2 separate regions of the Acanthopagrus latus genome follow, and region 1 is linked to region 2. The links are chromatin contacts, called in public Hi-C maps. All regions are on one chromosome and are shown on one strand. Each heading gives the region's core, a stretch centred on a gene start, on an enhancer-like site or on the middle of the called end of the contact. The rest is flanking DNA. Distances are from core to core; before and after follow the strand shown.

What was found. Hi-C and Micro-C count contacts between places; a contact is called where the count stands out from the background.
Region 1: a Hi-C map of muscle shows a contact between it and region 2, with 5 times the contacts expected there. The contact joins the promoter of LOC119026307 here to the promoter of rnf17 in region 2. A contact is called at or near these places in 3 of 4 Hi-C or Micro-C datasets (liver and muscle).

Annotation. Positions count from the first base shown.
Region 1 is chr9:6,193,696-6,199,913 of fAcaLat1.1, forward strand. LOC119026307 (radixin) reads left to right here and starts at 4,395. Exons shown (of 16, transcript XM_037110580.1): 1 at 4,395-4,672.
Region 2 is chr9:6,027,580-6,034,052 of fAcaLat1.1, forward strand. rnf17 (RING finger protein 17) reads right to left here and starts at 2,757. Exons shown (of 38, transcript XM_037110323.1): 1 at 2,611-2,757; 2 at 1,134-1,249. The coding sequence starts at 2,686. LOC119026279 (a long non-coding RNA gene) reads left to right here and starts at 4,109. Exons shown (of 3, transcript XR_005077096.1): 1 at 4,109-4,267; 2 at 5,207-5,302; 3 at 5,945-6,382.

The DNA of each region.
Region 1 (6,218 bases), core at 3,145-5,644, 170 kb after region 2:
GTCTTTTGTTTTCAGCGAACTTTTGCAAAGAAGCTGATTACCACCACCAGCCAGGCACCGCTACAACACTCAGAGACCGCTCCACTGACACTGTAAGGCATATGGAGGGGGAACTGATCTTTAAAAAACACACTGTTTTGTGTCTAGAATTAGCAGTGCGTGTTTTTAATGCATATTGTTATATAATTAATGAGGTGTTTTCGCTGATATAGATTGTTGAGGACAGATCTCTGGTCCTGTGAATGGGGGCTCCGGACACCTCTGTCCCTCCTGTGATGTCCACCTATGCTTGCAAACAGAAGGTTCTCTTATGTGCAGATCTATCTCTCTTCAAACTTACTCCCAAAACCCTTACTTTGATTGTAATGCAGTGAGGTTGAAGCCTTGTGTGCGTGCTGATAGCAGACACACTTCAGGGCTTCACATGCTTTGTCGCTGATCTGTTTGACTTCACTTTGCATCACAACTTTGCTCTCCAAACATGTGTGTATATGTTACTGGAGCTGCTGTTGTTGTTTTGTTTTTTAATGAACATCTATCGGGGACACAGTTGTTCTGGAGACAGACATAATCTCATTAAACGCTTTTAAAAATGATGAATGAGGCCAGAGAACACCTTATTTTACGATCATGGGAAGGAGCTGCGTCAAACTACACCCTCGAGTGTTTGCGTGATCCCAGTATTTCTGCCTTATTCTACCAGTTTAGCTGGACTAGAGAGCAGAGACGGACGGCTCTAACCTGTCTACCTTATTCTCCCATAATGATCAGTGTGTGAAAACAAGCTTACACTCAGTGTGCAGTTCAGGGACAGCCTCTCAGTGTTTGATTGGACTCCTCTGTTTGGGGGATGGTTTGCAGTCTGCCCTTGACACATTCACACTGCTGCAGTAATGCATTCATGAAGGAGAGAGAAATAAGGAATTTAGCTGCCAAAGAAAAAATGTTCACACCGAACTGTTACCAAATGATCTTTACCTCTAAATGATTTTTGTAGTAATCATTCATTATATGTGTATACGTATTTACAGTTATTCACATACAATAGATGACTGATGGGCTGGAACATGTTAGAGAAAAGTAAGTGATGCTCTGCTGTGAACCAAGTTTTTACTGCAGTGCCTTTGTATCTCCTGTTTCCCTGGAGAAGAACAAACTGTTGTCATGTCCGTAAGTGGCCACATGGTGTCAGTGTCGCATAATAAAAACGTGTCCGAACCCCCTGTGAGGCACTTTGCGCCCATGGAACCTGGATGGAACATGTCCCAGGCTCTTAATAACAGCCACACCATAATCATTCGATAAAGCACAAAGTAATTATACACAATAAAATCTTTAGTGCATTATGCATACAATTCAGGGTGCTATATCAAATTGAAAATTTAAAAAATCGAATTAAACAAATTACCCAAATTGCAAGCAGACTACATCAGAATAAAATATATCAGCTCTGTAAATTTTGATGAAATCAAAGTTTAGCTGCAGATACCTATGAGCAGCCTGTTACAGTTTTTTTTTTCCATGAAAACATAAAGACACTTTCAATGAAGGGATAAGTTGAGTTTGCAAAAGGCTTAAAAGACTAGAAACACCTCAGTTCACCTGTGTTAGTGGAAGAGAATTACGCTACGAGCTGTGTTTCTGGAATGCACCCATGAGATTACTGTAATCCCATTTAATGTACTACGTTACCTCCTAAAACTGTGAAAACGCGCTAGAGGGTGACGAGGGCAAGGCCTTGAAGACGTGCAAAGTAGAAGAGGAACCCAGTGTGGGAGGAATGTGAAGAATATGTTAATGTGTGAGGCACTGAGCTGACATTTATTTTTTCTAACAGACAGCTCCACGCTGAGGAGATGAGGACATGCTCGGTGTTAAGCTGGGAGACAGCTGTTTGCAGGTTGAACCTGAGTGTCCTCGGCTGTGTCCTCTCTGTCACAACATGATAACTCTGTCAGCGTTTTCACCTGCTGCATCATGTGGCGTGTTTTGGAGTAACGGTGTAGGAATAACTGCATCCAGTTATCCAACCGTCGGTCTGTTTCAAATCATTACCATGCAGGATTGTTCGCTCTCCACAAAATGTCTCACATGTATGTCAGCGACATTAAAATAGGCCAGAGATCCAAACAGACGAATCAGCCTCCCAAGAGATGTGCCGTCATAATCCAGCCTCCATTTTTAACTGACTTCTTTCTCTTTCTGCTTGTGATGAAGCGGCTGGAATCCTATGTAGCAGTACGGTAGGGCACACACACACACGCACACACACTACTGTGGGCTGCTGTTGTCTGTATTCAGAACCAGACATGAACCACTTCTGATGTGAAAATATGAGACATGTCCTAAAAATGGATCATCTCAAATACTGTGTGAGTAAAATGAGAGGAGTAAATGATGAATTCACTTTCTGGGTCCTATCCTCTCACTGAGGATACAAGAAAGAAACAAGGGACAGACCCACTGTGTGTGGGTTGGTAATAAAAATCCAATTTTTGTGCTGTGCTGCTGAGAGGTGTCATGCAGTGTATTTATACCAGTAATGGATCCCCTTCTTGGCAGAGATGTACTAATTTTGACTAAAAATCAGCCATGTTTGATTCTAAAATTGCAACCACCTCTATTAAAGCAGGTCGGGTCAGTCATTAACCCAGAGTGTCAGTATCTGACGACCTGAGGATGAGAATCTATTCATCTTCCTCCAGGAAGCTACATTTTGTGGCATTAATGTGTAAATGCTACATGTGTGCACACATTCTGACATCAGCATTGGCTCCAAAGCTAAGGGAGCGCACACAGCACTGTATACCACTGGTGGGAGTTTCCTGGTGTGTTCTCTCATTCTGACTTCAGGTTTGGGCAAGCTGCATGCCAGTGACTCACAGCTCAAAGATGACACATCTCTCCTCCTCACAACCACATGGGCTCTGTTTCACAACACGGCTACTCTCATTTACAGGCGGTGATGAAAGGGAGAGCTTTTTCAGGAGATGGAGATGAGCAGCGGGGCATGGTGAGGCACGTGTGGGTAACATAGTTGTTTACTGAACCTCCACTTTCAGTGATGTTTATTCTTACAGTCAAACGTCACAAGGGTTATGATTTCTATACAGCGCTGGAGTAAATTCCCTGTTCGACACATGCAACTGAAAGCCTAAAAAATGAATGGACTACACGGCATTGACACATCTGTCAATTCTGGTTGTTTTCCTGTCACAGCACGAGGAGGCATGCAGCCGGTCTGCATCGATTTGTAATTATATTTCTAAAAGTGCAGCTTACTGTTCACCTCTGTTATTGGCATATTGGTGTATTAAAGTGATTTATCTAAAATCATCTGCCACAATAAGGAAGAAACAGGTGGAGCTGTCACGCTCACATCATCATTGTCCCCACCTCTATGTGATTTGCAGGAGTCCTGTCAGATTGATTTTCCCACATGGTAACTTTAAATTGCAATGCTGTCCATGAGCCTCTAATCGCCTCTTAGATGTGTGATCAATACATCTGATGATATAATATACTAGTGGTGTTACATGGTGCTAAACAGCATCATAACTCACCCACAGAAAGTGTCTGAACACTACCAGAAACTTTTTGCTTCCCATAATTCCGGCTTTTGCGCGAGCGAGTTGCGTAGAGAGCTGCAACTCCACTTCTGTTTCCTTCCTCGTGGTCACGGTTTCACAGTGCTTTAATATTGAAGCCAATGTTTTATTTTCGATTAATTTCAAACACATATTTTCACTGTCCATTGAACAGTCAGCTACTCTCTCAATTGATCAGTGAGATGCTGTCCAACAGAACGCCAGATAATGTTTAGAATTGAAAGTGTGTCAGAGCCCAGAGTGACATTCTCACGTCTTGTGCGTTCACAATCCGAAGACATCCACCTTACTGACACCAGAAAATACTGACGTGTGTTTCTTCAAAATGTACTTACACCAGTGACTCCAGAAAAACAGTCCGCCATTACACTGATGACTACTCAGTTAATCAATACATTGAAGGTGAGAGGATAACTTGAGAGCGAAGAGTGAACCCTCATCAACCTGAGGCAGGTCTGTGTGCATCCACAACTGCTTCAGTGAGGAATTTCACTGTTCAAATCAAATTGTATGTGGAGAGAGCTGTGCTAATAACCACTGAGTGAAGCCTCTGTATCGATTTTACAGTCACCCGACCACTTTATAAACCATTACTGGCGCATTACGGGCGGTTAGTAAGCGTGGGGTTGGCAGTGACCTGACACATTTACCAGAAGGACCTCGGGGGCGGGTGCAGACGCCCTCCCTCCCTCGTGGCTCTGTTAAAGTTTTGGGACCCCGGGGTGCACCCCGCCGCAGGCTGCTCTGCACAGCGTCAGTCACGGGGTGAGAGAGGGAGGGCGGGAGGGGAGGGGGTGAATCTGCAGGACTCGGCTCACCACGCCTCGGTACGGTAAGTTCGTCAGCCATATTGACTGTCTGTACCTCTTCTCCGCTCGTGGGAGCCTGCTGCCTGGCGGAGGAGTCTCCAGCACCGCAAGCCTGCCGGTGCGCACCGTGTCCGGTAAACAGCGCAGAGAGGACGGGGAGGTGAAGCTCTATTTTTACCCGCGGTGGATATATAAAGTAGGGCTGCCAGCTGGAGGGGCTGACAGTTGGACACATCCTCGGCGCAGCCTATAGAGGTGAGTTTTATCGCCTTCATCTCTGCCTTGGCTTCCTTTAAGCCGTTCAACCGCGGTGGGGGATTTATTTTCTCTTCCAGGAGCTGCCGCGCGCTGTTTCTATTTTTTTTTTTTTACGCAGGCCCGTTAACGAGCCGCAGCGCTTCTAACTTCTTTATTTTATATAACACTCACCTATCTGACAGGCAGGCTGAAGGCGGAGTGGAGGCTAGTTTGCCCCCACCTTCACCTCCTCCTCTAACCGGCTTCTTTTGCACGTTTCAGGACGGGAGGACGGGGTGAGTGAACCGGTGTCACTTTGCGCCGAGGTGCCGTGTGTCACTTCAGATGTTATGCAACAGAGCGGGGCTTACATTAGGAGTCGGGGTAATTACATGCTTGTCCTCTTTTTCCAGAACGAGCTAAAAGGCGGGTAAGAGACCAGCTCTCGTGTAAAGGTGTTCGGACCAACTGTGTACACGCGGGCAGCCGCCCCGCGGACGTGTGTCCGCGCCTCGCGCGGCTCGTTATTTCGCTCCGGAGTTGGAATTCCTCGGGTCAGTGTTGTGTTGGCTCCCCGCTGCTCTTTTGTGACGCTCCGGGCTGTAACAATGTTTCCTGCGCCGTTGGCAACTTCAGCCGTGGTCCCTGTCGCTGCTGACGACGCGCCTTTTTTTTTTTTTTTACCCCCCAACAATGCAGCAAACAAACAGCCGCCGCTAACACGATTAGCACGCTGTCACAGTGGAGCTGTCATGGCTCTCACTGTTCATATTTATGCTCCGGCTTCTCTGAAGTACCTGTGGTCGATACAGAATTCCGCTATTCTTTGCGTCTGTCTCGGCTGAAGTCACACACACACCGCTTCAACTTTGAGACAGACAACAACAACAAACTCGCGTGTATCGTGTGAGAAACCGGTCGGACGCTCGTTCATGCAAAAGAAAAACACGCATGTACGTGAAGGAGACTGAGGCTGGGTTGTAAACAGTATGTAAAGTGTCTCCCTCCTCGTTACTACGTTAACTTTGGGTGGCTACAAGTGGCTCTACCCTCCGTCCTGGAGACCACGCAGAGCCGCACCGTGTGTAATACAGACAAGTTCAGCTTTTCTACGTAGACGGCGGTCCTGAATACAGCCGCATACATTAAGGCGCCCACACATGATGCTGGCAGCTCCATCTGGCACAAACAGATGCTCCTCCGGCGTCAGGGAAATTAGCGAGCCTCTGATTGGCCTCATTAGGGCAGGGGGAGTAACTTCATTGGCTATTATCCCTGTCGGTCAAATCCTCCTGTTGCTCCCGGCTCCGCCTCCTCCGGGGACCGAGTTACAACTCATTTGAGAAAGAGGCTCCACCATCATGACATGAGATACCTCTGACGGCTGGTTTTAGATTTCTCCCAGCAGCGCTATTTTTTGTAACCTGTTGAATAATCTCATGGCTCCAGACCAGAGAGGGAGAATGTAGTCATGTCCTGGCCAGACGTGAACTTTAATAGTTGTTTTTGTGCTGTTTTACAGACTCGGGGCAGGTCTGAATTCAGTTGAAGTCATACCTGTTGG
Region 2 (6,473 bases), core at 1,507-4,006:
CACAGGGTTCAGTAATGTCTCCTCTTACTAACTGTAGAATTATTTTGGCCACAACAAATTACACTTTTTTCTAGACTTGGAGTTTGGGAGGTCTTTTCCATTTCATTCTCATGGGGGCATTTTCAACTTTGTTTCTGCTGCTGCTCCAGCTTATGTGCAGATAGAGAAACCATTAAGCTATCAAAATGTTCACCTTTTGAGATCTTTCAGCCTTGTACTTTTCCAAATAATAAGCTTTCTGCCTTTTCAGCTTTTTCAAATATTCAGCTTTATCTTCAACTAGAGAAACCGTTCAGCTTTTGAAAAATTCCGCTTTCAAAAAATTGCAAAATCTTGAATCATTCATTATCATAGATTTATGCATTTCAGTATTTTCCAGTACATTTAGCAGATTTTTCAAAATCACTTCAGCTGACAGCATTCACACTGTATTTTCACAGGAAATGCAAATGCTTCTACTTGAGCCTATGATATTTTGTAATGTTAACATTTTTGATTGAGACATTTATGTTCAAAGACCTTCTTTTAAATGTTCTTCTTCATTTGTTCACTTCCTTCATTTTCCACTGATCCTCTTTTCTATGTTGTTGCCTTTGTTATTAATGGTGCGGATGTCATTAAAAATATAAATTCAATTAGTACTGTAATACAGTTCATGTAGTGCAATAACTCGGTTCTCGCTATCTATTTAATAATGTTGCAAAGTCTAGTTGATGGAGTGTATTTACCGCAGTAGTGTTAAATTGGTAAAGACCCATATTAGTTATTAGCCCATTCAGACATTCAGTAGTCAAACTAAAGGATACATTACACATGCAGTATTTCTAGTCTCACTGTGATCTGTTTATACTGCAGCTGGATTAAATCCCATGCAGCAAGAGGCTGCTTTCATTAACACTTAGTTTTAACTCTCAACACTAAGGACAAAACTGATAACTAGGTCTTGATCAGTTATGCAGTGAAAATGTTGATTTACTTGCTTCACCTGTTTACCAGTTTTTCTTCACATATAATTTTAAAATCACCAATCAAATAAATCACAGTGGATAACATCCAGGAACCTATAAAAGTTTGATAAACACATCAGTTCTTTCACTCTCTAGTTACATGAGAAAGATCACTGGTAATTTTACCTCACACTCCGGACATCTAATGACACTGTCATACTGAATGGACATCAGGCAAGATGTGCAGTAGATGTGGCCACATGAGAGCACACGAGGCAGGTTGCTGTCAACTTCATCCTCCTCTAAAATGGAAAGAAAAGACAAACACAATATACAAGCAGGAAGAATGCAGTGTCAGTGTAAATGAGAAGAGAGGATATCATGTACACTTCTGTTATCAAAGTGAATAGTCACTACACACCTTCATTTAATTCAAAAGCAAACTTCAAAGCAACATTAAGGGTTCTCTTGACTCGACTGCTACGTGATTTAACAATGTTAAGGTTTGCTGCCATTTGGTCAAAGATTCACAAATAATGAATGCTACGGATGAGTATCTGTTCGACCAAATAAATTATCTGTATCCGTACTGGGAATGGACTTGAACAGTAAGTAACCCGGAAGTTAGAAATGTCAGCCTGAAATTGATATGGGTACATCTAAAATATCTGTTCTTTATCTATTAAAAGATTATGCAATTGAACTTAAAACATATTTGATTACAAGAAAGAAACTATTCACAGAACAAGATATTTATGAACATAAATAAATAAACTTTGGCTCCTATAGGAATGAGCCGGGCTATGGCTCCAACACCGTATCCAGATTTAATATTCTTGCATGAAAGGTACATTTACCTTGTGAATTTCTCTGGTTTGAACGTTATTGAAAACATTTGGAAATTTAAGTACACAACTCAACAACACAGAGCCCATAACAAAGGTCTGGTTATGGTAATAATACAATTTCACACCATACTTGATTTCTGAAATGTAGCATGAACAAAAAGAAATTCCAGTAACTATGACAAACTTAGATCATGTTACAAACATAACTAATAATAATAATAATAATAATAATGATAATAATAATAATAATTCCATAAGTAATATTCCTGTAAGCAATGCCAGCAGACATAAAGGACAAAGCAGGCAGGTTCATGGTAATGACCCGGTCGTCAATTAAAAAAACTTTTGAGAGACTAGCTTTAGTGCTGCTTTCTGATACTGTGAAGTCAGTCACTTGAATCAGTGCCTAAACGTCCAATTTGCTGTTGCACTGAATGTCCTTCACCAGAATATTTACTAGCAAAACATTCCTGCATCACATGTTGAGTCGTTTTTGATAGGTGCGATTGACTGATAATTAAGCTAACTTTGGTCACTACCACCTCCTAGACTTAATGACAAACCCCTTGAACCCCTGAAAAATATTCATTTATATCATTAGCTAGTCGCTTTAGTCTTAAGTTTAGATAATAACACACTTTTTAAGACTCTAAAGGACCTAAGAAGACGTTAAATTTGTTAACTTTAGGTTAACATGGCCGCTTCCACTTGCTAGCAAGACGGCACACTTGTTTTAGCTAATGATGACTTAATTTATACTAAAACACGGTGTAACTGAGCGTTTAACTGCGAGAAAAGGGGCTCAAATATCCTACCAGGCAGAGAGAATGGGTCTCCACATAATTTGCAAATTACAGCGCTGGAGTTTTCGCCTCTTTCCATCATTAACATCTTAATGAAAATGTTTTTTTCTCGTGTCAAACGCAACGGTGTGGTGGCTTGTGCTTGTCACGTGACCACACAGGTGCGTTCAAGGCCCGAGGACAGGAGTCATTTAGTTGTTGAGAATACCGTAATATGTGGTAATAGACAGCTGTTCAGGCTTTTACGTTCTTGTGTTTTTCCTTATTGCATAATATTGAGCTGTAACAGACTTTATCGTTAGGCTATACTTTTTCCTGCAGAGATACCAGTAAGCTCAGCCTACTTGGACTAGCATTCCTATCAAAATGATCAAATAATTTAAGAATGACATTAGAAGCAGGTAGTCTACGCATAACTTAATGCATTTTTTAAAAAATAAGTAAAAGTGGTAAATTATGTAACAATAATAGTGACAATAATAACAGTTTTTCAGAGAGATTTAAAAGAAGAAACAAAGCCGGCCTGAATTCCTCCAGCAGCTTACCTCAAAGTTGTGGGGCCATAACTCCAAAAGCTCAGTGTCCCTGGGTTTTTAGTCTTGGATCTTGGATCTACCAACAGTCCTCGGCAGGTGGATCACAGGCTGTGTTCAGGCTCATAAGGGTTTATTAAGTGTGAGATATAATCATGGGCCAACCCCAAATATGCTTTAAAAGTGACCATTACATGGATAAAATGAATTCTAAAACGTGTAGCTAACCAATGTAGATATGCTAAAATAGGTTTTATGTAGACTCGTTTGTTGTGTTTTGCAAATAGTCTCGTTGCAGCATTTATGTAAGAGGTTCAAAGTGAGGTTTGTAAAATGTTCATTGATAAGTTATACATGAATAATCTGTGGGACAACCCCCCCCCCCCCAAAAAAAAGATGCTATTACTGTTTGCAGCTGTCTCTGTTCTAAACATAATTTAAGTAGGTAAAACTGGTCACTGATTTCATGAGTCCTAGACATGTAGTGTTTTTCTACGGACACTTGGAGGCGCCAGAGACTAAGGTATACACCGGTGATATACCCTAGAGCTCCTTACATGAGCAAATAGTCATGTTTATGTACTTTATTGATATATACTATGTGAGATAGAGATGTGAGATCTAAAAAGGGTTAATATTTATCTCTGACATTACATTTCACCCTTGTGAGCATCTCCACCTGTTGGAAATATTGGCATCCCTTTGTCTTTGCATGTCTGGGTTCAGCATTACATGTGCTTGGATATCTTTGGGAAATACCTACATAATGCAAGGAAAGCTCATTGTGTACCAGTGTGTCTCTATAGGCTAAAGCAGCATGAAAACCATGCTTTTGACCTGTTGTGTCTTTGCTCTTTGTATGTTCTTCATAGTTTTATTTTTCACATCCTTAATCTGCAACATTATACATTCCTCTTGTATTTTACATTGTATGATATATTCTTTTGTTTTCCCTTGAACCAATTGCAAAGCTCCACAGCAGATCTAATGGCAGCATGTCAGTACTCACTTCCATCTGAGCGCAGCTGCCAGCAGCGCTGCTGCCTGAGGACAATGGCCGGCTACCTAGCGAAGCAGCAGTAATTGGGAGTGACAGCCAATGGAGGGAAGAGAGGCACAGACATCAGATGGTAAAGGTAAATCATCTAGAGTGCAACACAACCAAAACTTTAACCTTCAGAGAGCGTTCATCTAGATCCCTGGAGGGTGAAAGAAAGTGCAGCACATCAAGGGGTCTTTCTATTTAGAGCTGGCAGGATGCAGCCCCAAAGAACAACTTGAAATACATGTGTTTTAACAGTACAACTCCCACCTCTGCAGAAGTGTCCAAATGAATACAGCTCCTGCTGTTGATCTGAGGGGAAAGTAGACCACCTTGGGGGTGTCAAAAGGCCTGCAGGTACAAAGTACACCTGTCTGCTAATGGGAGGCAGGAAAACATCCAAGATCAGTTTACACAGTGGCCCAGGGATCTTTAACACCTCAAATGTATCTGACACACCCTCTTGTGTTTTTCTGAATTAGGGAAATACATACAAATACAATTAAAAGTCTCAAATAGTGTAAAAACAAAAACAAAAACAAGACATCAACGTACAAAATAAAAGAACTCTGTAAATGTATTGTTTGATGTAATTCCCGTATTATCTTCCTGTTAAAGTGTGTGTAGAGAAACCTGTGGAGCAAAAACCATAAGTTCACATCTGAATCTGCATCTTCATTATTTGGTTGCTTTGGTAATTGATTGGTTGAGAAGCTCACGGCTGCAGAGCTAATGGATGGTTAAGAAAGACAACATGTGCAGTATGTTCTAATATACATTTTCATATACATAGTGAATTCTGTGGATGGCATTTGTAGTAATTCAGGGTCTCTTATATTAACTGATGATATTTGATAGGACAGGTCTAAGATGAAATGCAATATTTGTCCTGTTTCCTGGTGAAATTTACAGCATGTGTATCAATGAAAAATGGCCTTTTGTTTTAGATTTGTTTATTTGCCTCAAGAGATTTTCCTTTCCTTTTCTTTTCTTTTCTTTTCATTCCTCCATCCTGCGCGTTGAATTCCAGCAGATGGAGAGAGTGTAGAGTTATGTAGAGACTGAAGGAATCTGGACATCGGTCTTCACCAGGGCGGGATGATTATAGACAGTCTGGAAGGGGGGCAGGGTAAGTATGTATGTGTGTATGTGTGTACCAGGGTGGGGGGTAGTAGATGTGTTTACTATGGGTAATGAACCAATCAGCAGGCTGCCCAGGGGGGGATGTGGGGGTGCCTGTTAGCCGAATGGGGGTTGCCCCCCATCTTTCCTCTCCCCAAATGTGGGTCACTTCCTTCCTCGGGTGATTTTCCTCGTGTTTCCGTAAGAACAATAGCCCTCCTTGCACCCCCCTAAAAACCCCTATCAAATCACTTACTCATTAATGATGCTCTTAATTAAGCTCTGTTGTCTCATTAGCACTTTCCTGATGTCTCATATTGGCCTTATAAAACCATCCGTCCGCTTCATTGCCGTTATTTCCTGAATCACTAATTGTGGGTCATCTCTTGTGGCGATGATGTCTATAGGAAGATATCTATTTGTGTGCACCTCAAAGGTCTTATTAATAAACAACCTCCCTTCTATTCCTTGCACCCCCACCTGCCATCAGATGTCTCCTGGGAAACTTCAGAATGCAAGCAGATGGGCCATAAAATACATTAATAATACAAATTTTAACCTTGATGCCACGTCAGCTCATCTCTGACATACAGATTTTGTTTTTCAGACTCAGATTGAAAACCTTTTTATCATCCTTTGAATCCATTAGGAAGCCCTCCTGACCCACTAGCTTTGTGAGGATGGTGTGGTAACAACCTCTTGCCTATCCTTTGAGGTTGGGTCCTTACCGTCTGAAGAAAAATAACAAAGCAAGGAAAGGTCAGCAGACATGCGAGGAGATGCCAGCAGACTCGTGGATTGGCTTTAAGTGGTTGCTCCCCCCGAGGCCTCTTGGTCACAGCATGAAGAGAGCAAGGGCGATGGCAAATGACATCCGCTTTATACCTTCCCTAATCTCTTTGTCTGGTCAAAGAAAGACCTGCCATCAAACAAGGACGATTCATACTCATTTCAGCCTAGTGTAAAACAGCGCAAAAGCTGACTGTTAAGTAAGTCGATATGGGTAATTTAATTTGATCCACATGTTTCACAGATTTCTATATTTTTCTGCTTTAAATCTCTGAAGTGATTTTAATTGGCTGATATCTGCCTGAGAGTAGTGGCTATAATTAGATCCAGGTCAGCTGACACAAACACACACAGGACTGCTCTTTTTTCTTCTTTTTTTTTTTTTTTGC